Linked DNA regions of Sus scrofa: region 1 is linked to region 2. A link is a contact called in public HiChIP or PLAC-seq data. All regions are on one chromosome and are shown on one strand. Each heading gives the region's core, a stretch centred on a gene start, on an enhancer-like site or on the middle of the called end of the contact. The rest is flanking DNA. Distances are from core to core; before and after follow the strand shown. Region 1 has its middle 110 kb from the start of SH3TC2. Region 2 has its middle 37 kb from the start of ADRB2.

Region 1 (6,232 bases), core at 3,306-5,805, 150 kb after region 2:
TGCACATGCACGTGTACACAAATGTGTGCACCTACGTCTCACAAGGGTGTGTGTGGCCAGGTGCGAGGTGCCTATTTGCGTGTGGGTCTCTTCCAGAGTCAGACACCCTGCGGCCTCTGGCCTCCTTCCCAGCCTACGTCATCGCCGTGAAGCAGATTTCAGGGCTTCTTTATGTGGAACGGCAGCTGCAAAGCTCTTTCAGCTCATGGATCATTTCAGAGACAAGGTCACGGCTTAGTCCACATCAACTGGGTGGCCTCGCTGGACAGACACCCCATGTGCCTTCTCGCACTCACTCCTCCAGCAACCCCAGGAAATGAGCGAGGTTACTGTTCCATTTTGCAGAAGAGGACATAGGCTCAGAGAGAGGAAGGGTCGTTCTCAAGGTCAGCCAGCAAGTTAGCTTGGGAGCTGTGATTTGAACATAGGTCTGTTTGACTCCAAAGTGTATGCTCTAATCCACTGGGCACTCTTTCCTGTCACTGGGGCAAGGGACACGGTGGGCTGGCCGTAGGGCTGGTTACTGCATCAATACCCTGCTAGCAGTGACCGGGAAAAACCACCAGTGGAACACTGACCCAGTTCAACCACCAACACACAGTGTGACCTTGGTAAACTCTCCCCCTTTGCTGCCCTTGAGAGTTTTCTGAGCTCCGCCGTTTAGAGGAATACACCGTGGCGTCACTAGCCACAAATTACAGGCAGGTTACATAATTTTTCAAAAGCTTTAGAGTTCCTACTATGGCTCAGCAGGTTACGAACCCAACTGGTATCCATGAGGATGTAGGTTCGATCCCTGGCCTCGCTCAGTAGGTTAAGGATCCAACGGTGCTGTGAGCTGTGGTGTAGGTCGCAGACACAGCTCAGATCCCACATTGCTGTGGCTGTGGTGTAGGCCAGCAGCTACAGCTCCCATTCCACCCTAGGTATGGTGTGGCTCTAGAAAGCACAAAATAAAAAAAATTTTTTAGATTTGTTTACTGCTTTGCATCCTCATCCCTAAAATGAAGCTGATATGGTACACTGCAGACAGCACTGCTATAGGGGTTAACGTGCAAAATACTCGGCCCACACGTGACTGCCACGTAACACGTGCTCGTTAAATGTGCTGTCACCGATGCTGAGGAAGCCAGCCGACCTGGGTTCAAACGTCCACCTTGACGTCTCACGGCTGGCTGTGCGACCTTGGCAAACGTTACTTAGCTGTTGAACTTTCCTCACTTGTAAAGCAGGAATAAAAATAGTACCTACTTCATAGGTTTATTTGAGGACTAAATGAGATAATGCACTTCGCACAGAGTAGTGCCCTGCGAGTGTTAGCTAACATTATTTTAATATATTGTGCAATAATACAAACAAGGATGATATAGGGTCTAATTTCGTTCTAGTTTAGGGTTTTAAAAAAGAAAACGCAAGGAAGCATCCGGTTTGACAACATTTGCTAAATACCGGTTTGTATAAAAAAAATTTTGCACAATTAGACCTGGCTCAGGGGTCAATGGAAAGTCAGTTTCCCTTTGGCTGTGAAACCAGCAGCTGAATACAGTTTATTCTGGGGCTGGCTCACAGTTTGGCTAGGTTCAAGGCCATGACCATGAGTAAGTAATTCGCCCTTGCCAAAAACCATAATAACAGTCATATTCTAAATATTTATACTACAAGAAACCAAACTGGCCCAACCTTCAGGGGTCACAGGTGCCACTCAGCCACCAGTGGAGTCCGTTCATTCATCTAACTCAGAATCGTTGACCAGGTACCTGGTGCCAGGCAGCGGGCACTGTCCATGCCGTGGCCGATGGGATGGAAACCTGTGGCACTGTGGCTGGTTCAGTACCTCACGGCTCTCAGGAACGGTAACTGCTCTTGAGCTGCACAGAGACCTGGAGAGAAGGCAGGCCTGTGTATTTAGTGCATCTCACAGTGTGTCCCGTCCAAACTGGCCCTTAGGGGTCAACGCAGCCAATACATGCATTTTACAGGTGAGGACGCTGAAGCCCAGCGAGGGAAAGGGAGACCCTGAGGCCACGATACCTGGCGAGCATCTGCTCTCTTGACTTGTAGGTCACCACTGCAGTAAGCCCTCTCTTGACTCCCAGAGTTTTGGGCCCTCCTCTTACAGACAGCAGGTTCTGCAGATACATGAGGTCACAAACAGCCTGAGACATAATGACAATAAGAATAAAAAGCAACCTTACTACTAATAGTATCTACCACTGTCTGGGTAATTACATGGTGCCAAGTATTTTGTTAAGCATTTTAAACCCCTATCATTCTAATGCCCCAAACAACCTCACTGGATGGGTCACTGCTATTTTACAGAGAGGACACCGAGGCTCAGAGCGGCGACGGGACTTTCCCATGATGACACAGCTAGAAGCTGCAGAGCCGTAACCTGACTCTGTCTAACCCAGTATCCACGGCCACCCTGCAACGCCCTCATTAGGATACAGGGCACAGGGTGCCAGCCCTGCTACACCCTCCTCCTGGGCCTCCCTGGGCTGGCAGTGGTCTGGCGCCTGCAGGTAGGATGGGGGAATAAAGAGCACTAGGTGAGCAGCACGGGGCTTGAAATCCCGTCCTAGGACTGAGCGCCCACTAAGATTCAGGCTGTGACAAGCCCACGGGGGAAGAAAATCGAGCGATGGAGCGCTCGCTGTCTGACCAGGATGGACAGTGTAAAGTCTGCTCCAAGCTGTCCCAGGCTAAGGGCTGCACCGGATGCTGTGAGGGAACGTGTCACATGACACGGAGCAAAGCATCTCCTTTCTTCTAGAGAGCGTGGCATAACGATTATGCCCACGGCTCCAGAGCCAGACGGGGTTAAACCAAAGCGCTGCTCTTACCAGGAATGTGGTCTCATGTGGTATTAGCATTTTTGAGTGTCATTTCATGCTTCTATAAAACCAAGATAATAATACCTACTTTCTAGTGCTATTATAAAGACTAAACGAGGCACTATTTGGAACTCGGAATAGTATCTAGCACATAGTAAGAATTACACACATTTTTGCTACTTTTTAAAAACTATATAAACTAGAAGTAATAGCTGATCATTCAAATTAAGATGCTTTCGGCTATTATACTAACAGAATCCATGACCTGAAGTAGCTTTAAATGAAAATTTCATTAATATCTCCCATAATGAGGAGTTCCCACTGTGGCTCAGCAGGTTAAGTACCCAACTAGTATCCATGAGCATGCAGGCTTGATCCCCGGCCCTGTTCAGTGGGTTAAGGATCTGGCATTGCCATGAGCTGCAGTGTAGGTGGCAGATGGGGCTCAGATCCTGCATTGCTGTGGCCGTGGTCTAGGCCAGCAGCTGCAGCTCCAATTTGACCCCTAGCCTGGTAACTTCCATATGCCACCGGTGTGATCCTAAAAAGAAAATGAAAGGCTCCCATAACGAGAACCGTCGGGCAGGCAATGGTTCCAGGCCGCAGGAGGGCCCCAGGATCTCAGCATCTTCTCAGTCTCCCTCCCAACATCCTCCATGTTTCACTGCCTCCCCTCCTGTCCCAGGATGGCTGCAGCAGCTCTGCGCATCACATCTTCACAAAGCCACAGCCAGAAATAGAAAGCAAGGGACATGGGACTCTCTCCTGCACATGTCACTTTCTTATGAGGTACAAAAATCTTCTCTAGAAGACTTCCCTTATCTGTCTTGTGATTATCCCAGCCACTGTAGAAGGCTAGAAAAGCAAGATTCTGGCATGTTCAGTCACTGCCTAGAGCTGGGCTCCATAGCAAAGAAGATGAGAAGAGGTGCTGAACGGGCAACTGATCGACCTGCCTGGCGCGACAGTTTTGAGGAAGCAGTGCGAGGAAAGGTGCAGAAATACCGTGAAAGAGTTAACTGCTTCCACTACACACACGCAGGCTATCATTCTCCTAAATAATAACAGCAACAGCGAGGCTAATTCGAGTCTAGAGAAAAGCAGGATGCCGGTAATTCTAGGCAGTCCTGTTCTTTTTTCCATGAACATGGCAGGCAAAGGAAAAATGAAAGGAAGCCAAGTGCCTCCTGGCCCAGCCACTAAAACTGACATTGCATGACCTCCTAATAACCCAGACCCAGGGAACAGCTGGTCACCAACTTCCCCTCTCAGTTTGGTAGGTTCTAAATAAAGTTTGGAGAGAAAGAAAATGAAGTTAGTTTAGAACACTGGTAGAATTCCTCTGAGAGGTGAAACTTATGTTTCGAAAACACTTGATGAGCCGTTTTGTGCTGAAAAATCAGCACTCTAGCCACGGTCTAGATCAAGAGTCAGTTTTCTGTAGGGCTGGACAATATTTTAGGATTTGCAGACAGTACGGTCTCTCTAGCAACTGCTGCTCGCTGAGTACTGCGAAAGCAGCCGATGTGTCAACAAATGACTGTGGCTATGTCCCAATAAAACTTTATTCACACAAACTGGTGGAGAGCCGGATTTGGCTCATGGCCATAGTTTGCCAACCTCTATTCTACATGGCAAGCTACATAAGACAAACACCTAGGCCAAGAGGCTCAGTCTCGAATGCACACGGGGCTATGCATGGCATGTAGAGAAGCAAACAGACAGGGTGGGGTCTCTGGCAGTGTAAAGATGACATGACTCACGGAAAGACAGCAGCTGCAAAACCCCTGTAGTCAGATCCTCCCATCTTTCAAGAAAACCAGAAATGCAGATATTGACATCTTCTAATCGTTTTAGTGTGGCAGCTAATTCAAAATTTTAAACCTGATGCAGACCAAACGAAACAGACCTGGGGGCCAGCGCAGCTTGGGGACAGCCAGTGCGTGACCTCTGGCCTAGAAAATCATCCTCTTGAGCAACTCGCTCTGACAACCAAGCACCTGTGACACATTTGAGTGACGCGGTCCAGGAAGCAGCACAGAGCCAGGCTGACCTATTGGGAATGGAATGCATGCCCGCTACTGTCCGGCCCCGAGGCCAGGCCTGCGGGGGGGCACACACAGAAAGGACGGCAACGAGCTTGTCTGCACCGTCTCCCCTTCCTGCCTCCTCGACGCTCTGCCTTCTCTCCGTGGTGGGGGCGCGTGCGGGTTCCGTGACATCGGGCGCCGTGCAGCACTGCCCACACGGACCTTCCCGACCTACCTTAAAGGAGTGATGAGCTGCTGCGGAGAAAGGTACTTGGTGAACCAGAAAACCACAGATAAGTCAACTTGGCTGGTTTCTGGCTTTCACTGCCCCAAATGCTACCTCAGAGGTTCCGCTAATGAGTATATTCTTCACAGAGAGGGTAAAACCCTGAGCACAGCACAGAAGCGGAGCAAAAACAAACAAGCAAACAAACAAAAAACGTAGCCAAGTTTCCCGCCAGCACAAAAGCCCTCACGCTGTGCCCGACCCACCTCGGTGGAAGGCCAGGCACCACCTAAACGCCTGGGGCTGCAGACAGCTCAGCACCTGACACCCGGCCCCTGGCTGTCTTCGGATGCTGCCCTCGCCTGGTCTTAACTTCTTTGCCCTTCTCTTCGGTTTCTGTAAATCTGCAGCATCCTGAGGATTTGCCAGGAGCTTCGTCTCCCCCAGCTCAGCACTCCCATCCTCCTGCCTCTGTCCTGCTATTCGCCTGGAGTCTCAGCTTTCCACGATACACTGGCCCGACTTTTCTCATCTCTGTGAGTCACCCTCTTGCTTCCCTCAGCCGTATTTTGGGACAAGGAAGGGGGAACAAGGAGGACAAGACAGAGACAGAGAGCAAAGGCAACGCCAACACTCCAGCCCACACCTAGTTCAGCACCGTGTCCCCTTTGTTCCCAGTCAGGTGCTGGGCCAGTAGTTTTCCAATGTTTCCTCAGCTCCTGTGACTCTTCAGCGCTGTCCCAGGGACCCAGGGAGAGAGAGTGAGAGGGCTGCCGCAGGCCACAGGGCTGACTTCAACAGAGAGGCTCCATCGTATCTGTTCTGTATGTTATAATCAGAATAAAACTGTGATTGAAAAAAAGGTTCCTTTACTAAAAAAGAAGTTTGAAAACTCCCAGGCTCGTCACTGAATCTAGATCAGAGGACGGAAGGCAGATTCCTACACTGAAGGAGTCTGCAGGACACCTTAAGGTAAGCAATATTTGTGGGCAAAGGGCAACTCAGGAAAATTTAGGTTAAATTTCAGTCCAAAATTAAAATAGCTTTATTGAATATCAAATGGGAAAAAAATGTATCTGTTCACACACTTCAAACTGTCTACTTCCTTGAATGAAGAATACACAGAGGAAATAAGCAGCCCC
Region 2 (5,959 bases), core at 1,322-3,821:
TTAAGAAATTATTAGTATTATTCACAGTGTCATGCTAATATATGTGAATTTTTAGTGACATGGATAAGTCTTGACAAAACGAGAAATGACCAAAAATGACCAAAAAGAAATAGATGTAAACTTACAGTGAACCAAGAGAAAACTGGAAAATTTTAAAGGACTGTTAATATTACTACAGGAAATTTTTCTTTCAAATTTTTGTTCTAAAAAGTCCCTGTTCTTAAATAACAAGAAAATTGTTATAAGCAATTAGTTTTATTATGAGACTATCTGAAATAGAATCTATGTAAATAGAATTCATCCATATGGTAAGATAATTATTTTCTGATTAAATACGGATTATCCTATCGTAACAAAACCAGAAAAATCCAAAGAAAACTACTAACACAGTAAAGGAAAGCAGAAGCCACCAAAAAGACTTTTGATAAAATTGTCAAAGTTTGACAGAAATCAGATTGGTATTGGGAATAAAAGATATGTTTTCTGTGCTCCAGGAATTCAGTGTGGTATCTTTATGCGGACTGTTGTTTCACAAGTAAAAGCACATCTGATGTAAAATTAACATGAAAACCATCCACTCACTGAGCAGGTAACTCTGGAACGAGTCTGTGATTCCCACACTCTTGGGAGGGAACGGACAACGGTGAGTAAGACAGTGACCCTGAATTCAACAATCCGGATCAACAGCACAGTCACTATTATATTAGCAGACACTTCTTGAGCAATCGCCACCTGCTAAAGCTGACAGAAAACCTTACACAGCAATAGGAACCAGAAGCTCTTCAACTGTCATGGGCAAACAGGTGGGTAAAGGAGCCGGACTGGCAGGTCACTGGATCACATGTGAGGGGACCTAGGGAACTGGGAGAGAACTGACAGTCAGCGCAAGGAGCTTCGGGGTTGGGAATTCTGGAGGTGGGGCAGTTTCAGGTGAGGACAGCCACTAGAGGTTCATGACAATGCAATGCTTAATGACAAAATGGAAACCACCCAAATGCCCCAAATTAGGTAAGATAAAGTCTACCACGGCACATTAAAGCAATGAAATACCACGCAGTCATAAAAGAAAGCGCTACAAGGGCCATGAACATGTGTATATAAAATAATGCCAAGTGGAAAAAATAAAACAATAGATCGCATAAACTGAATAAAATTTCCATTTGCATCAGGATAATGACAGGGAGAAATCAAAGACAAGGGGTTAATAGCTTAATACCTTCAAAAAATATTTTTTTTAATCCCCTACAAAATACAAAAGTATTATGTAAGCACGCACTTTTTCTAAGGAAGGAAGAATATCTCTGGTCACTCTTAATTTATCTCCTCTGCTGAATCAGAAGAGACTGGCCATGACCCTAGAGCTTTCAAAGGTAACTGAATTCTTTCTTTACTCTTGAGCCCTCGATTAGTTGTCTCTTAGGCAAGTCTGAAGAAGCATAAGACATATCTAATAAACTTCTTCTCACCAATTAAGTTTCCACTCAGAACTGCACACAAATACGTAAAACAGTAAAGAGCAGTGATCAAAGTTATTGCTTTATTTTACCTGGAATATCCATGGAGTCAATGAGTTCTTAGAGCTGGAAGATGGTCTAAAATCTTAGTCCACTTTAGTGGATTTTAAATTCTGGCCCACATAGATGGCTTAGACATCACCTTAGGGAGAGCAGAGTGACAGGGTGGACAAGTAAACTCCGTCCCTCCTTGTCTCTGCCGACCTCCCACACTTCCCTCTGGAGCTTCAAACACACAATTTAATTAGAGCAGTTCTGCAAATATCTGCTTCATGTTCTGGGGTTTCCAAACCTAGCAGCATATGAAAACTAAATGGGAAGATTTTAAAACATACTGAGTCCTCGAATGGACTCTTCACCCCAGACCTACTGAATCAGAATTTCTAATAACAGAGTCCAGCAATTAGTATCATTTTAAAGCTGTCCATTTAATTCTGATCTGATCCAAATACACAAAATTTCTCTATAGAGTACTGGAAAGATACATGGCTTTTTCTGGAATATTCCCAGTTAGGAGATTTCTTCCCCCCACAGAAAGCATTTTCAATTACTAAAAGAGAATTAACTTTCCATGGAGCTGAATCCATTCTTTGCGCCTTTTCATGCTATGCAGAACCAATGAGCTCCTTCACGCCCATGACAGGTAAGGCTGCCCCCGGGTAGTGCTGGCACTCTTTCTTCTGATAACCAGTTCCATCACTTCGCCCTAACAGTTCACCAGATTCCGAATCAGTCGATCATAATTCCTCAACCTTGGGCCAGAGTTGGTGACCCAAGCCCACCCAGTAAGAGTACCTCTCCAAGACTTTTAAAAGTCTCAACTAAAGTCAGAATTGAGACCCATTTCTCTCTGCAGTCACAGGGCTAGGAAAACAGAAATCTAGGGCTCCTGGGGGCTGTGCCTCTGGCCTCACTGGAGCGGGTGCTGTGACGAGCTGCCAGGTGTGCCAGGAGATCCAGGGTGGATACACTGCATTTATCCTCCCAGACACCACGAGTGCTGCCGGCTGGAAGCTCACAGTCAAGTCTTTCCACTGGGCAAAGGGAGCAGCCTTGAGCGTGGTTATACCCTCTCAGGTGCAGTTAGGCCACAGCCAACGAATCAGGCCCTGGCTCCTCCAGTGCTGACAGCTGTGAAGAGCTCCCCCAGGGCGAGGACCCCCCTGGTGGGCGAGGCCTCTGCTGTGAAAGTGCAGCCCACCTCTTCCCTCCACTCAGCCCCGCTTCCCTCACTCCTCCACGGATGTTGCTCCGAACAGCACTCCAAACACATCTCCGTCCTAAGAGCCTCTTTTCCCAGAAAGCCCAGCCTGTGTCGCTATGGAGAAATCCCAACTACAGCAGGAGGACATGCGACTGAGCTGTGACATCTGAGACAGGACTCACCCAGAATGAACCCTAGGAAAACCCTGGTTGCCCCGCTCTCTTCTCCCTGCCTTTCCACGCGTGCATAACCACACAGAGTTCCCAAGACCTCGCCATCCCGATCATGCGATGCTCAATTTTGAATGCAACTGCCCATATGTGGACCTGCTAGGCTAGAGTATGGAGAAATTTTATACTCATTGTACTTCTATTAATTTTGCTGAAGATTAGCTCAGCTTTTCAGCAGCCCAAAAATTTAGTTGGTTTATTAGAGCTTGTGTTTACCAAAGACTCCTACATCACTTTCTGTCAAGCCAGCTCCCCATCTCTGCATCCAAACATCGTTTATTCTTCTCAAAAAGCTGCCTCAACTTTATGACTGGTAATATTTCTTATCCCTTCTAAACACATGACCCAAACATGAGCCAAGATTTGAAAGGGGTTGGGGGACGGGGAGGTTGTTTTTTGCAGTGTGTACTACAAAATCAGTAAGTCCTGGGAACACAACTTTTTTCTAAAACTGCACGCACTGTTCATCCATCCTATGCTCAGTCCCCCAGAGAATGCTAGGGGACACCTCCCTAACAATGACCTGAAGTTCTTACAGTTCTTATTTGGCACTTTTCATCAGGTCTAATGTGTGCTGTGCACATAACAAAATCCCAGAGACACGCAGTTTTCCAGTAATGCAGCTGTATTTGACCATTAGATGCCCTGGTGATCAAGTCCCACTGAGAAAATGGAAGTGGTGACAGACTGGGGATACGTTTTTCTTCTTTAATTTCCAATTATGGAGCTAAATGGGCCTTGAGAGGTCATCTAGCGCCTGAGTGGCAGACATTCCCTCCCCTGACACGCCTGTCCCTGGAGTCAGTGGGAGACGGTGCTAAGCTGAACCCAGCTCTCTGGACAGAGCCCCAGGGCTGTCCCTCTCCCCCGGGGTCTTCCTCCTCAGAGCCCAAATCACGCCCCGTAATTCTCGGCATGCCACGGCAGACAGCAACCACCAGTAAACGGGGTCTGGCAAACTCGATGAACTTTATTCTCTTTATCTGTCCCAATCACCCTGCTCTTTTAAAGTAGCAAAATCATTGTCCCAAATTTATATCGTGGTCAATAGCTGAGCTTAAACTCCTGGTTCCCAATTCAGTGTTCTCTCCACTTGCCGCTTTCTGAAAATTCCCCCATTTTTCCCAACTATTCTAAGCCTGACAGCTTGTCAGGTGTGCAGAATTCTGACCTGACTTCAGCAGGCGGTGCCTTCCATTGCTGTCTGTCTACATGGGCCTTTCTCGTCATGCTTGCGATGCATATAGGAACAGAGGGGCCATCCGGAGGAGCAGAAGTGGTGCCGGTAGGGCTCCGTATTCACAGGGCACCACGTACTCCAATAATAATAATAATAAATGCCAGACAAATAGAAACATGCCCAGTGACTCACAGCGCTAAGCTAATCCCACAATGGCCCCACCTCACTATTAAAAACTTGAGCGAGAGAGAGAGAGAGAGAAGAAAATGCAATTCCATGTATGTCCTTCTTTTTGTTTGGTAACCACAACAACCAGCCATACATGAGAAGGGACTCCTGACCAATGGTTTTGTTTTGTTTGGGGATGAAGCCATCCCTCTGGCTCCTGAGCTGTCATCCAGGACCTCGGGAGAGTAAAGGACCCTTGGGGGCATTGGACCCTTGACAGTTCTCCATCTCCCCAGCGCCAGCACCGTTTTCCTCATACCAGGAGAATGGCAGAGCTGTAGGCAGGATGGAAAACAACTGTCTGGCATGAGGTGCCCTGGGAGCCAGGCACCAAGTACAGGATGATGTGTCCAGATCCAGGAAAAGATGGGCGTCATGACCGTGTCATGCTTTCTCCCAGGCACAGGAAGAACCTACCTGAGTCTCCACCTTCCCTCCCAGAGGGTCCGAATGCCAAAGAAGAACGAACCTCAGGGATATCAGGTACAATCCTACCACTTAACAGGTATGAATAAGGCCCAGAGAGGGGAGGAGACCAGGCCAAGGGCACACAGCAAGATTGTTCCAAGAGCAAGCTCATGAGGAGTAAGGAGCTGGAAACATGGAAACGCCGGAAGTAAGGACAGACGGAAACAACCGGTCCAGTGAAAGAGCACTGAGCCATTATAGAGCCGCTCTCCATGCAAAGCAGAAGTCCCATCCCTACCCCCGACCCCGCCACGGGTCTCCCTCCTTCCCCCGCTGACTCGTACTGAGGCAAAATGCTAGCTACAAAATGACTCACTTTGGAAATCAGACTTTGTGACTCAGACTCTGATTTTTAACTGCTACACCAAGGTCCCAAAGGCTTGAGGGGATTTTACAGTATCTCCGACAAGCTGTTAAGAGAGGAGATCTCCCTGCATTGAAGATAAATAGGTGGTTTGTGGACCAGTAAGAGACTGCATGGAATAAAAGAGGAAGAAATTCATAATGAATTCTGTGTGTTTTAGCCTAGGATCCACGCTCAGATGCCCTATCCCCTTTAATCCGCATAACAACTCCATGAATAAAAATGATTATCCTATAATTTCAGAAGCTAAGGGACAGAGACGACAAGTAACTAGAAACGGAGTTTTGAAGAGACCCGGTGACCTGCCTGGTGGGCAGAGCCGGGAGTCCAAGCCAAGTCACCCTGGCTTCCTGTCCTCCACCCTCGCTTCCCAAACCTCACGCTCCATGGTAGCACTTTTCATGTGATCAAGGCTTAATCACCTCTTGTATTTTATCAACATTTTGGGGGTCAGAGGTTGGCAGGGTATTTGCCTCCTTTGAAAAAAAGACAGATTTTGGAGGTAGAAAGTCCATGTGGCCTTGAGAAAATCACCTCCTATGTGTGGGCCTCAGTTTTCCTCATTTGCAAGATCTCCCTCCCAGGTTTGTTTTAAAAATGAAATGACAACATGCAAGTGAAAAGCACTTTGTATAAACAGCTAAATGTCATTCAGTGAAAAGTCAGTAAGGCAAGGAAAGATGGCAAAAGGACAAGCAAAAAAGCTAACCCATGAGCTGCATCCTGTTTAAAACGACTACCGGCTCACAGCAAGGAGCAACAGTAACACAT

Evidence for each region. HiChIP or PLAC-seq counts read pairs in DNA pulled down with a chosen protein or histone mark.
Region 1: a contact with region 2 is called in an H3K27ac HiChIP or PLAC-seq map of skeletal muscle. The contact joins two enhancer-like sites. A contact is called at or near these places in 1 of 47 Hi-C or Micro-C datasets (embryonic fibroblasts) and 1 of 2 datasets of contacts at active chromatin or transcription factors (skeletal muscle).

The regions. Positions count from the first base shown.
Region 1 is chr2:150,138,981-150,145,212 of Sscrofa11.1, forward strand. No RefSeq gene overlaps it. Among named protein-coding and RNA genes, the nearest start is that of SH3TC2, 110 kb to the right of the region's middle. Within about 2 kb of position 4,556, at least 17 of the 83 cell types and tissues checked have an H3K27ac peak or open chromatin away from gene starts, as enhancers often do. A contact at or near this core is called in skeletal muscle, where this site is marked.
Region 2 is chr2:149,994,015-149,999,973 of Sscrofa11.1, forward strand. No RefSeq gene overlaps it. Among named protein-coding and RNA genes, the nearest start is that of ADRB2, 37 kb to the right of the region's middle. Within about 2 kb of position 2,572, at least 3 of the 83 cell types and tissues checked have an H3K27ac peak or open chromatin away from gene starts, as enhancers often do. A contact at or near this core is called in skeletal muscle, where this site is marked.